Linked DNA regions of Mus musculus: region 1 is linked to region 2. The links are chromatin contacts, called in public promoter capture Hi-C maps. All regions are on one chromosome and are shown on one strand. Each heading gives the region's core, a stretch centred on a gene start, on an enhancer-like site or on the middle of the called end of the contact. The rest is flanking DNA. Distances are from core to core; before and after follow the strand shown. Region 1 holds the start of Bgn (biglycan). Region 2 holds the start of Zfp185 (zinc finger protein 185).

Evidence for each region. Promoter capture Hi-C pulls out the DNA fragments that hold promoters and counts their contacts.
Region 1: a promoter capture Hi-C map of the HPC-7 cell line shows a contact between it and region 2. The contact joins the promoter of Bgn here to the promoter of Zfp185 in region 2. A contact is called at or near these places in 23 of 39 promoter capture datasets (the 3T3-L1 cell line, 3T3-L1-derived adipocytes, the C10 cell line and 15 more) and 2 of 9 other capture datasets (adipose tissue and liver).

What each region holds. Positions count from the first base shown.
Region 1 is chrX:73,481,814-73,487,214 of GRCm38.p6, reverse strand. It overlaps Bgn (biglycan), which reads right to left and starts at 3,614. Exons shown (of 8, transcript NM_007542.5): 1 at 3,453-3,614.
Region 2 is chrX:72,984,422-72,990,594 of GRCm38.p6, reverse strand. It overlaps Zfp185 (zinc finger protein 185), which reads right to left and starts at 3,256. Exons shown (of 19, transcript NM_009549.3): 1 at 3,076-3,256.

The sequences.
Region 1 (5,401 bases), core at 2,365-4,864, 500 kb before region 2:
TGTCTGCCCCTCTGAAAGCCATGTGTAGTTCTCCATGCAGGATAGCTCTGGGCAACAGCCAAGCAAGACGTGCTGGCAGTCTCTGAGAACATGGAAGGGTTGTGCCAGGCATTCAGGCCAGGCCAAGGGCGGCAGGGGCAAGGCTTGAGGTCTGGCAGCTTTTAGGAGCTTGCCTGCAGATGTGGAGCTGGAAGCTGCCAAGGAGCAGACACGGAGGGCAGTCTCAGCAGCCTCCTCCTGGGGCATTGGGCCTTGCTGAGCAACCCTACTTCAACTCTGATAAATGGAAAGCGCTGCCTTCTACCAAGTTGTGCAAGGCTCTTGGGACTGTGTAGGTGAGGAAATGTGTGAGAGACAGGAGACATTAGGCACTGTTTTTCCTTTCTCTGATCACCAAAGGTAAACTTGTACCTGGCCTGCTTCCTGCTTTCTTCTATGGTCATTTAGCTCCAGCCTAACACTTGAGTGTCAAAGAGAGGGATGGGATGTGTGCCTCAAGGTGAGCAGAATCTTGTTGGCCAGGGCCAAATCTTACTACTTGTGACTGTGTCACTGACAGAGTAGCTGGGCAGTCAGGTACAGCTCTCCACCAGAATTGGGGGGTGGAATTTACCTGAATGAGGTGCCTAGGATCTATAGAGAGGTACTGGGTCATCAAGAGAGAGCCTTCTCTTCCTCATTCCTTGCCCTACTGACAAACTTCTGGAAAGGAGCCAGACAGCAGATAATCCTGATCAGTTGGAGGTACTAGGTTTCCTAGTCCCCTTGCAACTGACCCATATGCCTGTCCATCTCCTCCCACTTACCAACAAAGTGTGAGCTCCTACTCACCATATGCTGGAATTTTCAAAGAACAGGAGGATGTCGTTACTTCTCAATGGTGGGAAAGGAGTCTTGAGTGATTTTTTTTTTTTTACCTATACCATTCCTGGTTACCATGACAATGTTAACAATGATAGGTATCTAGTAGGCTCAGAGAATTTGTCCCAAACTCTTGCCCATGGCCTCACAGTTAGGTAAAATCAGGTTGTGATGTCACTGTGGCTGTCTGTCTACCTGTTCATCCCAAGCCCCACTCCTGGAGAAAGAGTAGCAAGGCAACAGGTTCCAGATCCCAAAGATCCCCCTTTCTGCTCATGTCTTGGGGTTCTCAAACTCTTTCCCCAACACCAGGTTCTCTACTGCTTGCTAGGAACTCTGGCTAGAATGGGATTCAGCCTTATGCATTCAGCCAGGAAGGGCCAAGATCATCTTCAGTCTTCCAGGATCATTCATTCACACTGCCCCTATTCCTTGGTGTGAGTGAGGTCCTGTGCTGGGGTGTCTCTCTACAACCAACTGACCTCCCTACAATGGAGAAGACCTGCTGCCAGGACTGTTGGAATGTGAGGCCCCCACTAGAAAATGGGTGGGGCATTTGAGAGCAGGGACAAAGGAGGAAGAGCAGGAGGGAGTCATGGTGGGTGTGGAGGTAATGGGGGGGGGGTTGACAAGGAAGCTTCCTTGGTATTTTGGCCTCATTAGGGAGGCATGCTGAGAATCTGTGGACCAAGGACAAGTGACTCCTGGGACAGACTTATGGTACTCTGTTTCTACAGGGAGAAAAAGTGAAAGACCATGGTGGATGAGCCCAGGCAAAAGGGAGATTGGAATGGAGTCTAGTCCCCATCCCATCCCAAAACAATGTGACAAAAAACAAGTCTTCTGGAGAGTATCCCAGTGCAAATTGTCAAATATAGCCTCATTACAAATCTCTCTTCAGAGGATTTGATGCTATGACTGGAGGACTATAGAATATTGCTGAAAAAAGCTCTTTCTTACCTCCACAGCATCCCTTTCCCTTCTATTCCACCATGTTGCCAATCCCCCAACAGCATAGGATTTTAGAGGGATTGAAAAAAATTTTTGGTCAGTTATAGCAGATTACTTGACATGATGGTCACTGGCTGGCATACCCATCTGGGCTTCTAAATTCTAAACTCCATGGTTCCGATTCACTTTGCATGTAGTAGGACCTTGGTCCTTGTTCTGGGTAGGGAAGAGAAGCAGTGGTAGACTCAAGTCCTTTGGGGTGGAGAGAAAGTCAGTGTAGGAGTGGGCCAGAGAGGCCCAGCTGCCACACCCAGGCAGCCAGCTGGCTATGACGCCCTCTCTACTGCCTGGATCAGAGCCTCCTCATGCTGCCTTACCCTTGTGGCTTAGAGGCAGACCCACATCCTTCTATCAGTATATCCGCATTACCTGTCCTCAAAGCCCCCCCTCAACCCCGGCTTTAGCCTTCAGCAGCAATACACAGTCATGTTTTACACAAAGCAACCATGCCCACCCACAAGCTCTCCTAGGGTGTAGGTGGTACAGGCAACTGATTGCATGTCCAGATGCCAGCCCTTAGGACTCTTGCTAGCATAGGGAACATCTTAAGTGTGTCTCAATTTCAGTCATTTCAAGGCAGAAAACTGGCAGACTAGAGAGGCAACAGCTCCTAAACATGAAATTGGAGTCACCCAGGTGCCCTTGGCCTAATAAAGATTTCCTCTGCCTGCCCTACCTACAGCTCTGGACCTCTTATTCTAGGTACTCCAGTCCGCTAACCTTCACCAGACTTGGTTAATGCCCAGTTGACTCTGTCTGTCTTGCTTCTTCTTCTGAGTCTCTTGACAGGCTCCTCAGGGCTCTAAGCCACGTTTTCTTCCTGGAAACATGGCACAATTTCCCCATTTTCTACCCCCATCCCATCATCTGCCCATTGTGCATCTCAGCTCAAGAGGAAGCAGAACATTAGTCTATGGTGAGTATGGAATATTAGGGCAAGGTGCCTGAGGTGTGCCTGGGAGCACAAGTGTCTCTGACTACTCCAAGGGGAGACTGTGCCAATGCTGAGTTTTGCATTGGCTCCATCCTCCCTGACCTGGCCAGGTGCCAAGACCCCAAGAAAGGCTGAGCTGGGAGAGCAAGGCTAGCAGGAGTGAAGGGTGTGCCTGGGCCTTGCCATGAAGGGATAGGACTATGGGTAGAGCTTAGCCATCCACCCAGCCCTGCCTCAGTGCTCTGGGCAGCACCCTGGGGGAGCTCCCTGTCCATCCCCAGAAGCAGAGAAGCAACGCATAGGTGAGCTTAGCAACTGGGCACTGTCAGAGAGGAAAGGGAAAGGAAGGGTAGGAAGAAAGTTCAGGGAAGAGCGTGGGGAGAAGAGGCAGAAATGTGGTGTTGATGAAAAGGACACAAAGCCTTTGGTGGGTGCCCTGGGGGAATATAGAGAGCAGCAAGGAGACAGTGGAAGTATAGACACTGGGGCGGCAAGACTAGATGCGGCAGGGCTGGTGTGGAGACAGCAGGATTGCCAACATCTTTGGCTGATGAGGGTACAGCATAGCCAGAAATGAAGACAGGGAGGACAGATGGAAGTCTTTGTCGAGAGAGTGGAGTCAGTTCCCGGCGTGAGCAGGCCCTACCTGGGGAGGGACAAGCAGCCAGGTGCAGGCTGCTTAGTTGGTGGACTAGGTTGTCAGGCTGTCGGTTTGTCTGTCCGTCAGGGCCAACCGGGAGCAGCTGCTCGCTCCTGGGCAGTTCGTGGAGAGAGGGAGACAGAGGCGGTGGGAGGGAAGCTAAAGGCTGGGCGGGCGGGCCGACAGGGAGGGGACGGGGCGGAGAGGGAGACAAGAAGGGAGGGGGCTAGTGGAGCAGAGAGGGAGAAAAGGGGGGAGGAAGGGCAGCTGGGAGGGAGGGGGCAGGCTTCCTGCCCCCCCTGGCAGCTTCAAAGGAAGCAATTTTCTTGTAGACGGCTGGTCTATGTGGCACCCCTCCCCCTCACGCCCCCCACCCTGGCCCCTGCCTCAAGCATAGTTTGAAAGAACACACATTCACTTACTTAGGGACAGACCCTTGGTGTCTTTGGGCAGACAGTCTCACAGAGTCAAACTTTCCACTATCCAAAAGGGGACACTGAGGTGCTTGCTGTTGTGGGGCTAGGCAGAAGAAAGTGAGAGGAAGATGAGGAAAGGTAACCTGATGGCTACCCAGAACTTAAGTCTGAAGCCAGGGGCACTTTGGGGATTATAGATGTAGAGGATGGTAGGCTTCTGGAAGGGCTTGATCCAGGATCCCACTGGCTCTGTTAGCCTTTCCTCTTCTCCTTCCTTTCCTCCTTTAAAACGAGGCATTTGCCCCCCACCCCCACCCCAAGTTTCTGCAGGCCTTCTTGGCTCACATCCCTGAAGCCTTTGAGAAGTTGGCAAAGCTGATTTGGAGGAGAGAAACAAGCTCCTTATCTTCTTGCTCAACCCCTACTGGCCGGCCAGGATGCAGTAACCATGGTCTCTCTTATGAGCATTTCCTTCCTTCAATTTCAGGACCTAACAGGGCTAGGCTGCCAAACCTCAACTGCTTCTTGAGGGTCCAAATGAGACATGGTCCCTAGTGTAGCATTTACCTGTCCAGTGATGTCCTACCTCTCCTTTTCCAGGGCAGCTTCCAAGATGTAAAGGTGAGCCCTTAGATGGTGGGAGAGACTAAATTGGGGAGCCACACTGAAATCTAAAGATGAAACCAGGGACCAAGTGTAAGGAAGGGCAAACAAAGAAAGTTCAGGTGAGGGGCTGAGGCAGAGGCCCACTGGATAGAGGGCAAGGTGAAGTTCACTGCATGTTCTCAGTTGAGGACAGAATCTCCAGTAGAATTTTGCTTGGAGCCAGAATCAGTGTCGAACTTTCCTTCAAGAGCAGTCTCTTCTGGCTGCAGAGAGGAGAAAATTGGGAGAAGCAGGATATGGGTTGGGAGCCGGTGGATGCCTTTGGATTCCATGGTCCAGACCAGGAGACTAGGGAGCACTCAGGCTTCTCAGGCTGCTGGTTTTTGTCTGCTCATGTGTGTGTGTGTGTGTGTGTGTGTGTGTGTGTGTGTGTGTGTGTATGTATGTATGTATGTATTTATAGGATCTTATGTAGCCCCATCTGGCCTTCAACTCACTATGTAAGTGAAGTTGCTCTTGAACTCCAGATCCTCATGTCTCTGCCCCCTGAGTGCTGGAATTACAGCAGGTCCAAGGCACATATGGAATATTCTGCTTGGTGAGTGCAGCCAGTGGCAAAAGGCCACATTATGTCTGGCCTGTTCATGTGAGATTTCCAGAATGAAACAGAAAGAAACAGCATCTCATCAGTTCTGAGTCTTCAGTTTGAAACAATGAAACTGCTCTGAACATACTAAGTGAAAACTGCTGAATAGTTCATTTAAACTGTATGCCTTGTATTTTATATATCTTTCATCTCTTCTCTTTTTTTTTCTTTCTATTTTTGAGATAAAGTTCCACTAGATATCCTTGAATTCATGGTGAGAATTTTCATCTGTCTATGCTGAGATTACAAAAGAGTGAGCCTTTACTATACTCAACAAGTATATTTCA
Region 2 (6,173 bases), core at 2,007-4,506:
GCAACCTTCTGCCACATCAAGCTCTCTGGGAAAGTGACTTAGTCATCAGAAAGTGGTGTTCTGAGCCAACCACCACAGGGATCACAGCCCAAGGGGGCTGAACCTCATGCCTGATGTGTGCCCACAGATGGAACCAAAGACAGGGACCACCAACAGCCACCACCAGTAGCTTGGGTTTGCTCACTACTGACCCTAGGGGCCAAGTCTTCTCTGAATCTTGGGTGTGTCTCCAGAGCTCCACAGCCTCCCCAGGCCACCAGCAGTAACTTCAAGGGCAGCTGTGCAAGAAGAGGGGCTACAATGTAGGCATTAACAAGTAGGTTAAAAAAAACTGCTCTATGTCCACCCTCCTCACCTCTGAGTTTAAGTTTGCACATAAGCCCTGGAGAACAACATGCCCAGGGCCTCTGGGTCTTTCGTTTTCCAGCTTCTTTTCTACCCAGACCCCCTCCCTCTTCCCTGCCCACACCCTTTTACTTTGGTCATCCTAGCAGGGACAGTGAGCTGAAAAGACCTGCCAAATGTTTTCACGTGGATCCACAAGAGAAGGTAAAGGGCCTCCATTCTGTGCCTCAGTTTCTCTTTGGGAAAAATGAACTGACACCAGCTATGCCAATGGAGAACCAGCTGATACCAGGACCAGGGCCGTGTGCTAAGGGAACTGACGGCAGATCAGGAGGAGGAACTATCCAACAGATCGCCCGTAGCAGGGTGTGTGGTCAGTGAAGATAGTATCTTTCCAGCACCATGGGTAAGAGAAAGGCCCAGAGGCCACACTGAGTTCAGAGCCCAGCCTAAGTAACCATCCACTTGGACAGGCCTGAGCATACCACGCAACCTCTTATGGTTTTGATTTCCCACCTTGTATTCAAGCACCTTGATACAAGGACAGTGTTTAACCTAGGATGGTATTTGCCTCCTCATTGGCCGTGGGAGCAAGAGGTGAAGTGGGGCCTAGTTTGGGAGAAAGAAGCCAGACAAGTTGTCTGCACCCAGGCCAAGTACCCACCATGGGTGTCCAAAGTCTGTAGTGTAATACGAGAAGTTTCTCCCAGCACCACACCCCAGACCCCCATCAATGATCCTGTTCCATGTCACTATAGGGCTGGCAATGAAGGGGGCCTCAGTGTTTAGCAAGCAGAAAGAAAATGTGTGTTATGTGTGACCCAGCACAATATAGGGTATGGCTTGAGGCAACATCTAAACTAAAGGGATAAATCACATATGGAGGCTTCAATGAGAAAGGAGAAGAGCAGGCTTCTGGCTTTCATCAAACAGGATTCTGCATCAAAGCCAAAATTGGGGGTGTTTTCTTGGCACACAACTGAACACAGTTCAGGGAACAGGTACCAGTGCCCACCTCAACCAGGTCCCGAGCGCTAGGAAACCAGAGTTCCTGCCCTACCAGGTCTTAGAAGGCCTAAAGCACTTTGAGGAAGGACGTTGCTACATTCTAGTTGTTCCTGGGACCACTACTCTCACCACTAAGTTGGGAGGGTTTTGTCCTATTACCATCCAGATGGCAGCTCTTTCTGGAGTAACCTATCTCTAGAGACTTCTTGGTAAAATGAAGGGCTGATTTCTCTCCTATCCCTCTTGACCTGCTCAACTTTCAAAGGTTCCCTCCTCCAGGGAGCCTTCCTAATCTTTCCATCTTGGGTTGCATCCATGATCCAGGCTAACACTTTTCACCTTCAAAGCTGCAGCACCCTCTGTGGTCATGAGCCATGTTTGTCACTGACTCATGAGTGCCCAGAGGAGGAAAAGGAACAGATTTTGAGCATCTGCTGTGTACTTAGCTTTGACCTAGGCACCTTCTATCAGTTCTGCTCCACTGAGTGCACAGCCTCGGTCAGCACTGATAATTGATGGGATGGTTCTGTTCCTTCCAATCTTGTAGTGAGTGGGCTGAAGGCGATGGACAGCACATTCTCGAAAGGCCTCCAGTAAGTTGTACCTGTACCCTGGAGATCTGTTGGCACCCACCCAAACTGGCACTGTTTGTGCAGAAGAGCCAGTTGAGGCCATGGGAAAATAAGAACTTCATAAGCTTCCTACTGCAGCTCTCCAGTTCAGAGCCCCTCACCATTATTCAGGTTTATCAGCCTGTGGAAACCTGCTTCCTGCCCATGACTAGAAATCCAAAGAACCATGAGAGCAAGACAAGACCAAGAGCAGGTGTCACCACCTACCTTAATGTCAAGAGTCAGTACCAATGGCTTGTGGAGAACACAACTCCCAACATACTTTATAGACTCCACAGCCTTGGAGGGGAAGGTGGGCCTGATAGGCTTCTCCTTTTACTCAGTGGAGCTGCCAGGTGCCACAGTACAGAAGGAAGTGGCATGGCCGACAGGAGGATCTGCGTTTCCAACCTTTCTCAGAGGCCAAGCTATCACTAAGCAGTTGCAAAGAGGATGAGGCTATTGGCTCTCCCCTGCTCCCACACAAACAATCCAGTTACAGAGACTGTGCACAGCAGATCCCGCTGATAACACCACAGTGACACTTGATTCGGCGCCTTCTGTCTGAGTATGAGCAGCTCCCTTCCCAGCCCTGAGGTCGCCCAGTGACCAGTACATGTCTATCACAAACCACCATTAAGTCCCTTTGCTCTGGGCTCCAGGCCAGTGAGGGGATTATTGAGTAAGCTTGCCTCTGTACCTCAGTTTCCTCATCTATAAAATGGGCACATTTTACTAAGGATGTGGAATTCTGTGATGCTTGCAACACACCAATTCTAGGCTCACCCTGCCCCATCCCCGCTGGCAGTCTACTAACAATCGGTCTCATCCACAAATGAGTAGGTCAGAGGGACTAGACCAGCCAGAGAGCCACCTGCTTTTGTTGGACACTCTGAGGAACGTTGCCTGTCTCTTCACTCGCGGTGAAAAGCAGAAACCGAGGGCACTGCCTCCCTGACGGGATTCCGAAGAGGGATGCTTGGAGCGAGTATGAATTATTGGTAGGGAAACTGAGGCCCTGGCTTGTGTCCAGGAGGACACGAACTGGGTGCTCCTTGTAGCCTCCCGGTGGTCGAGCCACTTCTTTAGGACGGCGACTCAACAACCCTACCTGGTACAGGTGCCCGGCTTGTGTGACGGGCAGAGGGTCGGACAGGCGTGGTGCGCGGGCTCCCTCGGGTGGGCAGCACTGAACCCAGCCGGGCCGCGTCAGCGGGCGCGGGAAGCGGTACGCAGTGGGAAGCGCGCGGGGCAACGAAGAGGCACGGACTGGGCTCCGCCCGCCCGAGAACAAACAGGTTTTCTCCGGCTGCTGGGAGCCTCGCCCCTCGCCCCTCCCCTCGGCCGGCCCCCTTCCTCTGCCCTCTCCTGGGGTAGGTAGATGCGCCTGGCACATTCCGCACATTCTCCAGCCGGTGTCCTCGGTCCTCCCACCCCTTCCCTGCTCCGCCCAATGGAGCTGCTGGAGAAATCAAGGCTGGGGCTCCCCTCACCCAGCTCAGAGCGAGCTCCAAAAAGTTTTGCCGCTATGGAAAACTTCCAGGCTAATTCCTCTGGGCTCCCAGCCCTGGGGCCAGGAGGACTCCACCACATGAAGGGCCCTCGCTGACTAGTGGCGTCCCTGCCTGCGCCCGGCGAGATCTGGCCAGGCTCTGGGCCAACGACTTCCACAGATGCTGGCGGGTCAGTTCTGTCGAGAACTACTGTGCCTAGATCCATTTTACAGATGGAGATCCCAGACAGGGGCGGGGAAAGGACCAGGCTTGGGGGCAGGGGGGTGCGGACTGATGGCTGAGATCATGCAGGAAGTCAGGCATAGGAGAAAAAAGTGAGCAAGAAACTTCTGTCTGGCGCCTGGGAAAACTTGTACCCTGGAAGGTCATTTTTGGAGCCGGCAGGTAGGCAAAACAGGACTACCTCTCAGGGCATGTCGGAAGACACACACATTCGGTTTAATAAATGACATTCATTCACAGTTTTTGGATATGTAATGTGTGAAAGGCACGAAGTGTGAGAATGTAGTAGGGGTGTCGAACATCCAACAAAGGCTCCTAACCCTCACTGTGAGGTCAGAGAAGTCCTTTCAATAGAGGAGAGAGTTAAGCCAGTGTGCACAAAAAATGATCAAAATGATAGACTACAAAAGAAAGAAAAAGAAAAGATAAAAGGAAGGAAGGAAGGAAGAAAGAAAGAAAGAAAGAAGGAAAGAAAGAAAGAAAAAAAGGAAGGAAGGAAGGAAGGAAGAAGAAAGGAAAGGAAAGAAAAGAAAAAAAAGGAAAAAAGAAAGATTAAAGTCCTGTTGCCAATTTTACAGCAGTGGCCCTCAAATCTACTCACTGTCGTGTTTTCCTGTGACTTATCGCCCTTCCCATTTCAGCCATCACACAGTATGCATGCAGCTTCACTGGGTATATGACCAGATGCTAGCTGCTTAGAGCGCTTTCCTACAGCTTCTGGTTGTTGTTGGAATGAAAGCAGATGCTTTTAGAAGGCCTAATGTTTGACTGTGTTCAACCTCTGTCTGTAAGACCAGCCACCCCAGCACTCCACTGTAATCTCCCCGGCTTCCCCATGTCTTCTGACTACTTCTGTGCCCTCATACCTCAGACCTTTGTTCCTGCACTCATACTCTCTGCAGTACCCTTCCTATATCCCTTGCCACTGAACTCACCCAATCTTTAGATGTCATCCTCTCCTGCCTGCCACCTAGTCAAGTTGACCACTTCCTTCTGTGCACTCACTCTCCCATTCCCTCGGATGACAGTGTATAACCCTTTATTCTCAGTGGTGAGCTCTGGGATGTTGGCGCCCTGTCTGATTATCTCTGGATCACAGAGACCAGCCCAGAGGATCTGGGACATTTGCAGAAGGAAGAGATAGAACAACTCTGAAAGGAGGGTTCTTTTCTCTGTGGGTTTATCAGACAGAAAGGAAGTGCCTTGTGTGTTCTGGGGGAGTGGTTAATCTTTGTCTCCTGCCAACAGGTGTTTTTCTCCTTCCAATTCTGTTAGCCCCAGACCAGTGGCCAGCATCTAATGCTTCTTCTTCCCCGACAAAAGCTACTGATGGCCTTCCATTTGGCTTGACATCCTAGCTCCCAAACATACTAACTGGATGGATCATAAGACTCTTTTGGACCTAGCCCCAAAAGAGGCAGAATGTAAAACACAAAGTGATACACCATGGGTGGGAGGGAGTAGGTGGTAGCAGTTGTCTCCCAAGGCCCTCCAGAAAAGAGAAAGCTCTGTTGCAGAGCCTTGAATCAGGTGGGCCAGCTGTACAGCATGAGCAAGAGTGGTATCCAATAATGTAGCTGGCCATTAAGAGCTACACCAGACCTCAAGCTCTTTTCTTGTCCAAAGTGACTCAGGCTCTGCCCAAGACAGATGGGAGCTCTAGCCAAAGAGACTAGCCTTGGACTCCTCCCTCCTAGCTAGGCTGCCAGGCCCTGCAGCGGATCTTGCCTGCAAACGGGTTTGACTCGAATGGTAGGTGCCGTGCCCTGCCCTGCCCACCTGTTCACTGCCCCAACAGAATCTTCCAATGATGCTTTCAACCCCCACCTCTTACAGGGCTACCTCCAGGCACCTTAGCCAGTCACCATTTGGGGGAGGAGAGGTGCTATGTAGTCCATGTTGGTCTCAGATTCACAACAGTCCTCTTGTCTCAATCCCCTAAATGCTAGGATACAGGTATATACAAGTGCTATGCTTTCAGATAAACCAAGCCCCTTTGTTTGAGATGACATCTCTCTCTAGGGACATTTGGTAATCTTGTACCCATTCTGAGCTGTTAAGTTGTTGTCTCCATGAATCTTTCCTTCCATTCTGAGCTGTCAAGTTGTTGTCTCCATGAATCTTTCCTTCCATTCTGAGCTGTCAAATCGTTGTCTCCATGAATCTTTCCTTGGACTCCCCTTAAGTTCTACCCCAAGGTTTTGGTGGTTACTGTCTCTCAGACTCAACTGTACCTGTGCATGGCCTGAGCCTGTCCCTGTCTCTCCTTTCTACTATTGTGCCTTAGCCCCTGACTCAGCTCCAAGACTGGCCAAGAAGCTAACCCTTTTCAGAGTTGCAGTTTTCCCTTCCATCCTTTCCTTCTGGCTCTGGCATCCTTCCAGCTTGGGTAGTAGTGCCCAAGAGGACTGGGCAGCAGCCCTCCCCCAGGAATGCCATCAACAAGGCATTGCTTTGAAAGCACAGAAGCTGG